Linked DNA regions of Sus scrofa: all the other regions are linked to region 3. Evidence: chromatin contacts called from public HiChIP or PLAC-seq data. All regions are on one chromosome and are shown on one strand. Each heading gives the region's core, a stretch centred on a gene start, on an enhancer-like site or on the middle of the called end of the contact. The rest is flanking DNA. Distances are from core to core; before and after follow the strand shown. Region 1 holds the start of FAM214B (protein FAM214B). Region 2 holds the start of FANCG (Fanconi anemia group G protein). Region 3 holds the start of CCDC107 (coiled-coil domain-containing protein 107).

What was found. HiChIP or PLAC-seq counts read pairs in DNA pulled down with a chosen protein or histone mark.
Region 1: a contact with region 3 is called in an H3K27ac HiChIP or PLAC-seq map of alveolar macrophages. The contact joins the promoter of FAM214B here to the promoter of CCDC107 in region 3. A contact is called at or near these places in 3 of 5 promoter capture datasets (fetal liver, fetal skeletal muscle and liver), 4 of 47 Hi-C or Micro-C datasets (embryonic fibroblasts, fibroblasts, heart right ventricle and 1 more) and 2 of 2 datasets of contacts at active chromatin or transcription factors (alveolar macrophages and skeletal muscle).
Region 2: a contact with region 3 is called in an H3K27ac HiChIP or PLAC-seq map of alveolar macrophages. The contact joins the promoter of FANCG here to the promoter of CCDC107 in region 3. A contact is called at or near these places in 2 of 5 promoter capture datasets (fetal liver and liver) and 1 of 2 datasets of contacts at active chromatin or transcription factors (alveolar macrophages).

What each region holds. Positions count from the first base shown.
Region 1 is chr1:235,904,897-235,908,591 of Sscrofa11.1, reverse strand. FAM214B (protein FAM214B) reads left to right here and starts at 1,450. Exons shown (of 9, transcript XM_013986310.2): 1 at 1,450-1,537.
Region 2 is chr1:235,877,612-235,881,242 of Sscrofa11.1, reverse strand. It overlaps FANCG (Fanconi anemia group G protein), which reads left to right and starts at 1,639. Exons shown (of 14, transcript XM_003121983.6): 1 at 1,639-3,563. The coding sequence starts at 3,468. It overlaps PIGO (GPI ethanolamine phosphate transferase 3), which reads left to right. Exons shown (of 10, transcript XM_021065447.1): 9 at 588-658; 10 at 807-1,153. The coding sequence ends at 818.
Region 3 is chr1:236,379,257-236,383,352 of Sscrofa11.1, reverse strand. It overlaps CCDC107 (coiled-coil domain-containing protein 107), which reads right to left and starts at 2,781. Exons shown (of 6, transcript XM_005660223.3): 1 at 2,603-2,781; 2 at 2,362-2,516; 3 at 400-460; 4 at 223-313; 5 at 17-129. The coding sequence starts at 2,708. It overlaps LOC106509199 (a long non-coding RNA gene), which reads left to right and starts at 459. Exons shown (of 2, transcript XR_001306517.2): 1 at 459-563; 2 at 3,042-3,343.

The DNA.
Region 1 (3,695 bases), core at 201-2,700, 470 kb after region 3:
GACTTAGAGAGAAATTTAACAGGTCTGATCCTTCATAGTCCTCAGCACTGCCAACTCCACAGAGAAGCTCTGAGTTCTGCAAGGGCCCTGTGCTGCCATCTACCGGTAGCTGGCAAGCATCGACTCCCCATTGCTATCTCCAGAACCCAAAGGGTTGCGGGAAGTTGGAGAGTAGAATCAAACGCTAATTAAATTACAGAAGTGTAAATGTCACATAGTTTTTGTTTTGTTGTGTTTTGTTTTGCCTTTTTTTTAAAGGGCCGCACCCACGGCATATGGAAATTCCCAGACTACGGGTCAAATCAGAGCTGCCGCAGCTGCCAGCCTACACCACAGCCCACAGCAACACCAGATCCTTAACCCATAGGATTGAACAAAGCCAGGGACTGAACCTGCATCCTCATGGATACTAGTCGGGTTAGTTACCGCTGAGCCACAACAGAACTCCTGTCACATAGTTGATTTGACACGTGCAAAGCAAAGGCTCTACTTTTCTTCAGTGATTGCAGGCTCCCCTTACTCTGTAGTAACACTTAGGCTCATGAATTTCACAGACGACTCTCTGACCTATCTCTACAGGTACACATCTGACTCTTACTTCTTGTCTCCCAGAATTCAGACTCTCTTGAACAGAGTAGGCTGCAGAAATTATTCATCCTCACAGAGTTGAGACCCCGTCAACCAGATTTGCGCATTTTTACAGAACCCTGAGACCCCTTGTGCTACTTTGCAAGTCCCACAGACCTCCCCCATTAAGGCAAATACACGCGCTAACGCAGACGGCTTCACTAAGAGGCTCAAGTTCCGCAGGCTGCTCACACCAGCGCAAAAGCTTGAGAGGGCCTCATTCAGGCTCGGCGCCTTCAGGCTAACGCTTTGACCCTGGCTCTGGCTCCCCACCTCCAGCCTAATCCGGTCAGCCTAGGCCTCACACAGAGGGCACATGCCCCGCCCATCTAAACCTGTCATCACAGAAGCCGCACGTGGCCGGGGTGGGACCTCAGGCGACCTGCAGCCATCACTTTGTCTCCTCCACCATCCATTGGGACCACCACCACCAATCAGAGCCAGCGGTTCCCGGCTGGAGAGCGGGCGCCGGGGTGAGGCTAGTGGGAGAAGGGGCGGGGGGAGAAGAGGCTCAGAGATCTGAGGGGGCTAGCGTTGGAAAGGAGCTTGGCACCGGTTCTGCCAGGCTGGAATCCGAGTGGGCGGGTCCTAGTGACAAGCAAGGAGACCAAAAAGGGGCGGGGATTGGAGGGGACGACGGGCAAGCAGTGTTCAATGGGGAGACGCCGAGAAGACGAGAAGGGGCGGGGCCTTAGAGGGGGCGGGACCTGTATTACAGGGGAGGAGCCCCAGGAATTACAGAAACTAGGAAAAAGGACAAGCGGGGTGGGGGGGGAAGGTGGGAGGTGGGACAGGGGGAGGGTGGGTCTTGTCGTTGCGGGGGCGGGGCTCGCACCAAAGGGGCGAGGTTTGCCGGAGGAGGCTGCAGCTGGGGCAGCTGTGTAACTGCCCCAATCCACTACCTCCCCAGGTGCAGCGGGACTCACGGAACTGCAGGTGTGGGGTGGGGTGCGTGTGGAAGAAGGGACAAGGACCGGGGTGCGCTTGGGCAGACATGAGGAGGTGGGGATCGCTTTAGGGAAGGAGAGAATTGGGAGAAATGCTGGGGTAGGGTGGAGTAAAGCAGAGTTAGGGGAGGAGCTGGGGCTCACTGTGTGGGCTAGGAGGTGCATTCTCCGGTAGCCCTTGTGGGGGAGGGGCGGGAGTGCTTTGTGAGGGTGGGAAGTACTAGGTAGGGGGTGAAGTCTTTATCTTGAAGTGGAGGGTTGGAGAAGATACTTGAGGAGGAGGGACTCTGAAGGAGCTTAGGGGGAAAGGGAAGAGGGGGTGTTGTGTGATGGAGAAGGGCTGGTGGTCCAGAGTGTGGGAGGGACAGATGGCCTGTGTGGAGGAAGAAGGGATGGGGCTGTGGGCACTCTGCGAAGGGAAGGGGTTGCAGGCCCCAGCTGGGGAGGGAAGAACCCCTAGTGCTTTGAGAAAGTGTGGGGGCATTATAGAGATTCCAGGAAGATGTTTGTGTCCTGTGTTTTAGGAATGAGGGTGATGAAATTGCTGGGGTGAAGAAGCCCGTCTGCAGTGCTCCTGGCTCCTCAACTCCTAACTCCACCTTCAGGCCTGAGCACTCTTAGAGAGGATCTAGGCCCCACTTGCCACTAGGGCTTGTGCGACCTTCTCAGGCAGCTCTGGATCTGTCTGGCTGAGTCTGGGTTTTTTGGTTTCTTTTTTTCCCCCTTCGTTGGTGTCTCTGGGGACCCTTCCCCCATTCTGTTCCTGTTAACCCCCCACTCTAGTTCCTGTTCCTTCTAGAAGCTTGCCTTGGTCCCTGTCTTCCCCCACCTCCCCCACTTTGCTCTGCCCTTATGTTCTGGGTGTGCTCATTTCCCACTTCCTTCCTCGCCCTGGGGCCTGGCCCGGTCCTTGCATGTCTAGGAGCTGTGCCTGCCCCAGACTTTGTACTCAGTGGCCAGAGACCTAATAATTAGCAGCAAGGCCCAGACCCCACCCTCACTACTACCAAGGTCTTTCCCAGCAGGCCCCCAAGTGAATGGTAGACACATTTTTACCACTTGCCACAAATGAAATTTCCCCACACTTTTCCTTCTCCTGGGTAGGTAACATTGCGACCGTCAAAAATTCTGGGTGTCTGTAGGAGGGGAAAATAATAAGTACTAAGGGTCTTTGATGCATGTTTGGAGAGGTGGGTCACTATTGTCATTTGAACTTGAGAAGGGATGTGAGGTTGCAGCCTCTGCTGGGGGAGGAAGAAGGAATGGCTCCCCATACTCCTGACCTGGAAGCTGACTGTCAAAACTGAGACTAGGGCCTAGTCCACTTGGGGGCTCCTCTGGTTCCCTGAGGGGACCTGGTGTAGGGCCAGAGTTCATTTTGCCCCTGGGCTGGCTGGGACAGGGTGGGAAAGCCCTGTTTTCCACACAGTGGCTGAATGAGTGTGACAGTGTTGCTGAAAGGGGCCCCAAGCCAGCCTCCTCTGGCTGAGAGACGGGTTGGTGGGGAGGAGGGGGTGCTGAGGCCAGACAAAGCCTTGGGGTAGGGTGGGGTAAAGGAGGGCAGGCTGAAGCCTTTTGAGGAGGAGCTGATTGCTATGGCAACACAGCTTCCCAGTCTGTCTCTCAGAGAGGCGGGCCTAGGGCAGACTCACTCCAGCTTCCTCTGGACTAAGGCATTCGTGTGAGTGGGTGGGGCATGAAGAGAAAGAGCATCAGTTTGCTGTGCAGAGGCTGGAGTATATGGCCTTTCTGCTTCAGAACGATCAGCGGAGCTTTCAGATGCTTGGACTCATCCTCTGGAAATGGATTTGAGTGAACAATAGCCATTAGAATCATAGCAATATAAGGTCAGAGCTGTAGAGGCTCTCAATGGTCATCATTTATACAAACTCATTTTACAGATTTGGAAATGAACAGAGACTGAGATTTTCTCCAGATCTCATAGTGAATGAACAGGTGTTAGAACCCAGGTCTCCTGATTGCTGTTCACTCAGCTCAGGGCTCATTGTTTCTTTCAACTAGAGTTTACTGAGCACCTATTTTGTGCCAAACACCGATGCTGATTCTGAGAGTACCAGCACGAATAAAACAGACAAAGTTGCTGCTCTCATGGAGCTTCCA
Region 2 (3,631 bases), core at 390-2,889, 500 kb after region 3:
TGGATCCGCCTTTCCTTCAGAGGCAGAAGGTGTGACTCTGACATTTCCTCCATCCTGGAGGCCAAGCCTGAGTGTCAGCAGCACAGATGAATAGTGCTTGCCCAAGATCACGGAGCACGTCATGATGGAGCCAGGAAAAGAATTAGGTCTCCTAACTCCAAGCCCAGGATTTTTTTCACTCACATGCACTACTTTCCTCCCCTCACATTCTTTTTTTTTTTTTTTTTTTTTTTTTCTGTCTTTTTGCTTATTTCTTTGGGCCGCTCCCGCGGCATATGGAGGTTCCCACGCTAGGGGTCGAATTGGAGCTGTAGCTACTGGCCTACGCCAGAGCCACAGCAATGCGGGGTCCGAGCCGCGTCTGCAACCTACACCACAGCTCACGGCAACGCCGGATCCTTAACCCACTGAGCAAGGTCAGGGATTGAACCCGCAACCTCATGGTTCCTAGTCGGATTCGTTGACCACTGCGCCACGACGGGAACTCCCTCCCCTCACATTCTTCATATGGGTCTATGGCAACTCTCTATTTGATCTGCCTCCTCCTCCCCTTCCTGAATAACTTGATTCCTCCTCTCTTCCTTTAGATTCTGGCCAGTGCCTTGGCAGCCTCCATCCTCCGCAGGCATCTCATGGTCTGGAAGGTGTTTGCCCCCAAGTGAGTGAGGTTGTTTCCCAAGTATCGGTGTGGGAGAGGGTGAAGCTTGGAGCAAACAATGAACATCCAGAGTGGACAAGGTTTTGTCTCACAGGGAAGAGGATCTGGAGTTACTGGGGCATTTGGGATTCTCCACCTTTCTTTGCAGGTTCATTTTTGAGGCCATGGGCTTCATTGTGAGCAGCGTGGGACTTTGCCTGGGCATAGCTTTGGTGATGCGAGTGGATGGTGCTGTGAGCTCTTGGTTCAGGCAGTTAGTTCTGTCCCACCAGAGAGCTGGAGAACAATCTAGCCTGGTCTATACGGGTGCTGGATCATCTGCAAGAGAGGCTCAGTCATACCTCTTACCGTCATGTAGCCAGGAGCTACTGGTATCTGGGACTTCATCATTTTGTAACTCAAAATCATAGTGGGGCCTAATCCCTGACTCCTGCTCTGGATATCTGAGGGACTGGGGGGCTGTCTCCTAAGCAGAATAAAATAACAATGTAAATATGTGTGTCTGAGGTGTAGGGGAGCCCCCCCTGTCCTGTAGGGGATACTATGGGGGGAGGGGGAGAGTCAGTCTCCCCTCTCCCAGGCACAGATGGGATCAGTCATCTTATGCAGACCTGGCTGTACCAGAGAACCTTTGGAAAGTGGTTACTGTTGTCGGAGTTCACTTCTCCCACCTCTTCCTGAATTACTACTATTATTCGACCTACCATTTTCCTTTGCCAGGCAATATATTTTATTGAATTCTTTCATTTTGGCCAGTAACAGAGATGCCTGAAAAGACAAGCCCAGGCATCACGGAACACATTGACTTCCATTGTCTCAGGCCCCAGTAGTAATGTGTCTCCTTCTCAACTGTGTCCTTTTACTTTTATTTATTTATTTATTTATTTTGTCTTTTTAGGGCCTCATTTGTGGCATATGGAGGTTCCCAGGCTAGGGGTTGAATCAGAGCTGTAGCTGCTGTCCTATGCCACAGCCACAGCAACGCAGGATCCCAGCCGCATCTGTGATCTCCACCACAGCTCACTGAGCAAGGCCAGGGATCACACCTGTGTCCTCACGGATGCTAGTCAGGTTCATTTCCGATGAGCCATGGCGGGAACTCCTCCTTTCACTTTAGAATACCCTTTGCTTTTCACTTCTGTGGAGGCCTCCCTAGTTTTCCAACCTTTTATCAGACCTACTTGCCCATCTAACAGTGTTCCACTTTGTCCCAGCGACCTCTGACTTGAAGCCAAAACTGTATGAATCTAACGTTCCACTCGCATGTCTCCTGTGCCTTCCATCTACCTCACTACTTCTTTGTTATGTTGAAGCGCTGGTATGAAATCCTCATGGAAACGTCCATCAAAGGAATGGGGAATAGGTACTGAGAAGAAAGGTCAGGACTAGGGTTTGAGGTTTGAGGGGGCCCAAGACAGGAGGAGATGAGACTACTGAAAGAAAGAAAAGTGATAAGCTATATGGTTTGCAAATAATTTCTCCCACTTTGTGATGACTTTAAATTTTCTTTTATTTCTTCTTAATTGAGGTATAGTTGACATCTTTGAATTTCCTTTGCCCCCCCAGCTTTGTGAGATATAGTTGGCATACATCACTGGATAAGTTTAAGGTGTACTGCCTAATCTGCCTAATGCTTTGACTTACATCTTTGAATTTTCTTTTTTTTTTTTTTTCAGTTCTCTTCAAATTATTTTATTTATTTATTTTTAATTGATATTTCCCCAATACAATTTTTTTTCTACTGTACAGCATGGTGACTCAGTTACACATACATGTACACATTCTGTTTTTGCATATTATGCTCCATCATACCTGACTAGATACAGTTCCCAGTGCTACACAGCAGGATCTCATTGCACATCTTTGAATTTTCTTGATGCTATCTTTGTAGCACAAGAGTTTTTACTTTTAGTGAGATCCAGCTTATCCATTTTGAGTTGACCTTATGGATGGTAAGGGTCGCAGTTTGTCTCTTTTTTGCATTCGGATCTCCAGTTCTACCTACAGCTGTTGAAAGGATTGGGCAGGTACGTTCTGGCAGTGCAGACTGCTCAAGCACAGGGCTGCGCTGCCAGGTAGTCGGGCTCCATGGGGTTGAGCAGACTGTGGTGAGTGTGCTGGTGCTCCATGGTGAGCAGAGACAGGTTGGGCCGATTACCGAGGGCCTCCATCTCCAGTCAGTTCTTTTTGGAGACAGTTTCTGCTGGGGACGGACTTTTCGTGGCGGCCACCGGCGGTACTACAACTCCCAGCCTGCGTCGCGCGGATCAGCGCTCCGCGGCGAGGGAAGTCTGGGACAGGCCTGGCCGGCCCGCTGCGATCCGCGAATTCCGCTACGGAGATCAACTACAAGGCTTTGGCCTCCGGGAGGGCCGCGCAGGCCGGACGGCGAGCCGTACGACTTCTCCACTCAGACACGCCTCCAGCCTCTGGCCCGCCTCAGCCTTCCCCTCCGGTCTGGTCCCGAGTCTAGTCCCGACTCGTTTATTTCTTCCTGGAGTTTTCCGCGGAGAGTAACTCTTGAAGGCGACCAACCGCGGCCGAGCGTTTTGCTGGCCCGGCCAGCCAGAGGCGAGGGTGGAAGAGGCGGGAGTGAAAGTCCCGGAGGTCAGCTAGAAGACAGTTCGTTTCTGCGGGGAAGGGCAGGCTGCCCTGATTTGGAACCCCGAGGGGAACAAAGGAGCCTCGGCGGGGTGCGGAAGTGCACGGACCCCTCCCCGCTCAGCGGGGCCTTCCGGGGGCGGGGTGGGGGGGGCAGGCTTACCCTTCAGCAGTCCCTTTCAGGTGTCCGGGCCCAGCCTCGGCCACCATGGCTCACAAGACCCTTCTGGGCTCTTCAACATCCCATGACAGCTGCCTGGATCTGTGGAGGGAAAAGAATGACCAGCTAGTTCGACAGGCCAAGGTAATGTGATTGCTGAGATCCTTACTTAGCAACCCCCAAATACCAGAAAAAGGGTATGCTGTGGATTT
Region 3 (4,096 bases), core at 1,532-4,031:
CCTCCCCGCCCTGTACCTGGTTCTGGAACCTCCACACCCTTGTTTGGCTTGTTCTCTTGTAGCAGCTGGTGGATGGTCTGTAGCTTCATGTGCAGAAGCTCCTGCTGGGCTCCAGCCAGGGTAGTCACACTGCAGATATGTCTGCTCAGAGGCTGCCCAATCTCTGTCCGCACCTCTCCCACCTACAAGTTCCCCTGGCCACAGGGTCGTTGCTCTCCTTACCGCTCAAAAAGGGGGTCCAGCTGGGCCATCAGACTATTCAGGTGTTGCTCTGTCTGGGCCAGCTGTTGTGTCAGCTGGACCAGCTGTTGCTCTGGTGCAGGGGAGAAAAGGAGAGCAATGGTTACTGACTTTCTGTCCCCTAATCCCCCACCAAGCACAGACTTCTGCAAAACCCACCTGACTGCAATGATTCCTTCTTGCCTGCCTCCTCTTGGAGAACAGCAGCCTCATCTTTCCCCTGCTATGGAAAAAGGAAAGGACAACACTGCAGCAACACAGTTCTCCATAACCTCAGTTTCCAGAGCCAATAGGAGGAGGAGAATTTCAGGCAGCAAAAGCAAGTGAGTTTTTAACCTCAGAGAATCACAATCACATCTAGTCTAGCTCCTTACCCAGGTCAGGAAGCAACATGTCAGTAACCCCAAAAAATGGTCATTCAGTCTACTGAAACACCTCCAGGAAGGAGCAGTTTTCTCCAGTTTGATAAAGCTCTGGTTATTAATTTACATACAGTGCCAAAAACTGTCCTTCATGTATCTGATTATGGTGCTGATCAGAGCCTTCCAAAATCATATCTTTTCAACACGATATCCCCCTACCCCCTTTCTCATGTCTTCTCTGGTTTAATAGTGCCAGTCTTTCTCGGTCAATGCTCATTTAACATGGTTTTCTCTGGTAGTTTTACTCTGATTTGTTTAAAGAGTATATCGTGCTGGGAGTTCGTGGCTCAGTGGTTAACGAACACGACTAGGAACCATCAGGTTGCAGGTTTGATCCCTGACCTCGCTCAGTGGGATCTGGCGTTGCCCTGAGCTGTGGTGTAGGTCCTAGATGCTGCTTGGATTCTGCATTGCTATGCTGTAGGCCAGCAGCTGTAGCTCCTACTCGACCCCTAGCCTGGGAACCTCCACATGCCTTGGGTGCGGCCCTAAAAAGCAAAAAAAGCAAAAAAAAAAAAAAAAAAAAGGATATAGTGCTCTTAAAGTTGTGCCCTCAATAGAATTCCCCCGCAGGGTTCTAATCAGAAGATAAAGAACAAAATACCTTCTTCCTAGCATTGATTTGGGAAGTGGGCTGTCACATCACACAACTGAACCTCATTAATCAATAAATTGCTGTTAAATTATGTTTCTTCCAGACTATATTTGGGTCCAAGAATAGAATTTATTATCTGGAGTTCCCCTCGTGGCTCAGCCATTGGCAAATCTGACTAGGAACCATGAGGTTGCAGGTTCGATCCCTGGCCTCACTTAGTGGGTTAAGGATCCGGCATTGCCGTGAGCTGTGGTGTAGGTCGCAGACTCAGCTCAGATCTGGGGTTGCTGCGGTTCTGGTGTTGCTGCGGCTCTGGCGTAGGCTGAAGGCTACAGCTCCGATTAGACCCCTAGCCCAGGAACCTCCATATGCTGAGGGTGTGGCCCTGGAAAATACAAAAAAAAAAAAAAGAAAAAAAAAAGTATTATCTATCTATGTTGAATTTCATCATTATATTCAGTCCCTCATCCTAGCTTGTCCAGCCCTCATCCTAGCTTGTCCAGTCTTATTATGAATCATGGTTAGCTATCCTTCCTAGTTTCCTATCTCCAAATTGGCTCAGCCCTCTATTTCCCAATGCAATTAAGTGATACGGCTAAAGTCAGAGCCCTGGGAGGTACTACGTTCCATTTCAACAGTTTGAATCTACCAAAATGTACTATCAGTTCACATTTCAGAGCCTCCTTCCCAAGAACTTGAGACTGCTTGGTACCTCGAACTCTAAAAACACTTTGGCTAAGTAATCAGCTGCTCGTGCCAAGGTTGGAATCTTACCAGGAACCGCACTCACTGTAGTATGGACAGTCGCTGGGTTCAAGTCCCAGTTCCACCAGTTACTAGCTCTGGGTGACCTTGAGCAAGTGACTAACCCCTACATTGGATTGATGGGAGGATTAAATGGGATGGTCATTATTTATTTACAATTTATCAAGTGCCATTCACCTCGATAGCTACTCAAAATAATCTCATAAGGCTGGAAACCCAGAGGACTCAGGTCTTCACTTTACAGATGGACAGGAAAATGAGTCTTGTTCTTGGTACCATAGGGACCCAACGGGAGATTCAGAACCCGGGCATCCCCTCCCTCCTCTCGTCGTCCCGCACCTGCAAACACTTGTACAGCACAAAAGCCACGACGGCCGCGGTGTACAGCGCCCCCAAGGGCAACGCCCCGGCTCGAGCTGGGTCGCGCTGATCCTTGGGCGGCGGCGACCGCCGCCGGAGTTCTGTGGCCTCGGGGCCGACCTGGGCGGCGTCTCCTGAGGAGGGCAGAGGCGGGTCAGTAGAGCTGGGGGTTGGGGCCGGTAGGCAGTCCCTGCCTCCCTCTAACAGACCTCGGTGGTACCTGGGTGTGCCGGGCGGTCGGGGCTGGAGCGGTCTCCGAGGACCTCGGGCAGCGCAGACATAAGTAGCAGCCCCACCGCACCCGCTAGCGAGACCACGCTAGCCATTGCAGGCGGACTACAGGAGAACCTGGGAGGAGCCGGCGTTGGCCGCACGCGCCCATGCGCACGCGCACGCGCGCCCTGGAGCCCGTTCCGCTCCGGGCCTCCCTGGAAGGTCACGCCCACCTAGCGTATGGGCGGGGCCAGGATTTATTTGCATAGGACCGGGAGCCCAGCTTAGTTTATTTTAGAAATTAGTTCATTTCTTATCTCCATTTAGGGATTCGGTTAGCCAGAAAGTGTCCAGAAGCTTACAACCTTAGAAGAGTATGCGATAAAGTGGTTTCCCACACTAGTCCACATCCTCACCCTAATCATAAAATAAATTTTTTCTTCCAGCTATAAAAGGTTACAGGAGCCCACCCACCAGTGAAGCTCGTGCTGAAGGCCTGTTTCCTAGGCTACAAACGAGGGACTAGTTCCTTATTTACGCCTAGGGGAAAGTCCCCGGACCTAAGGCAGAGAGTGCCACGTGCGCCTGCACGTAGACTGTCCCTGCACCTCACGGTTAATCCGCTAAGAAGCGATTTCGCCGAGCGGCGTGTGGCAGGGATGTCATCCGTCAGCCGAAATAGTTACACAGGCAGTGCGCTTCCGCGCACCAACCACACGGGGCTCATTCTCAGCACGGCTGATTTTAATCCTTTCTGGAAGGTAACAAGGTGGTTATTTATTTATTTTTTTTAAAGAAAAAAAAATTATTGCTCAATGGATTTATTGCATTTATAGTTGTACAATGATCGTCACAATCCATTTTTATAGGATTTCCAGCCCACAACCCCAGCACATCCTCCACCCCCCGCAACTGTCTCCCTTGCAAACTCTTAAGTTTTTCAAAGGCTGTGAGTCAATATCTGTTCTGCACAGAAGTTCATTCTGTCCTTTTTTCAGATTCCACATGTCAGTGAAAGCATTTGATGTTGGTGTCTCAGTGTCTGACTGACTTCACTTAGCATGATCATTTCTAGGTCCATTCATGTTGCTAAAAATGCCAGTATTTCGTTCCTTTTAATGGCTGAGTAATATTCCATTGTGTATATGTACCCCATCTTCTTGATCCACTCCTCTGTCGATGGACATCTAGGTTGTTTCCATGTCTTTACAAATGGGAGAAAAATCTTTTTTTGCCTTTTTCTAGGGCCGCTTCCCGCGGCATATGTAGGTTCCCAGGCTAGGGGTCGAATTGGAGCTGTAGCCACCGGCCTACACCACAGCTCACAGCAATGCTGGATCCTTAACCCACTGAGCAAGGCCAGGGATCGAACCTGCAACCTCATGGTTCCTAGTCGGATTTAGTTAACCACTGCGCCACGATGGCAACTCCTAGTTTTGTTTTTACTGACATTACTCTAAGAGGTGGATCTGAGAAGATGTTGCAGAAATCAACGGCATCT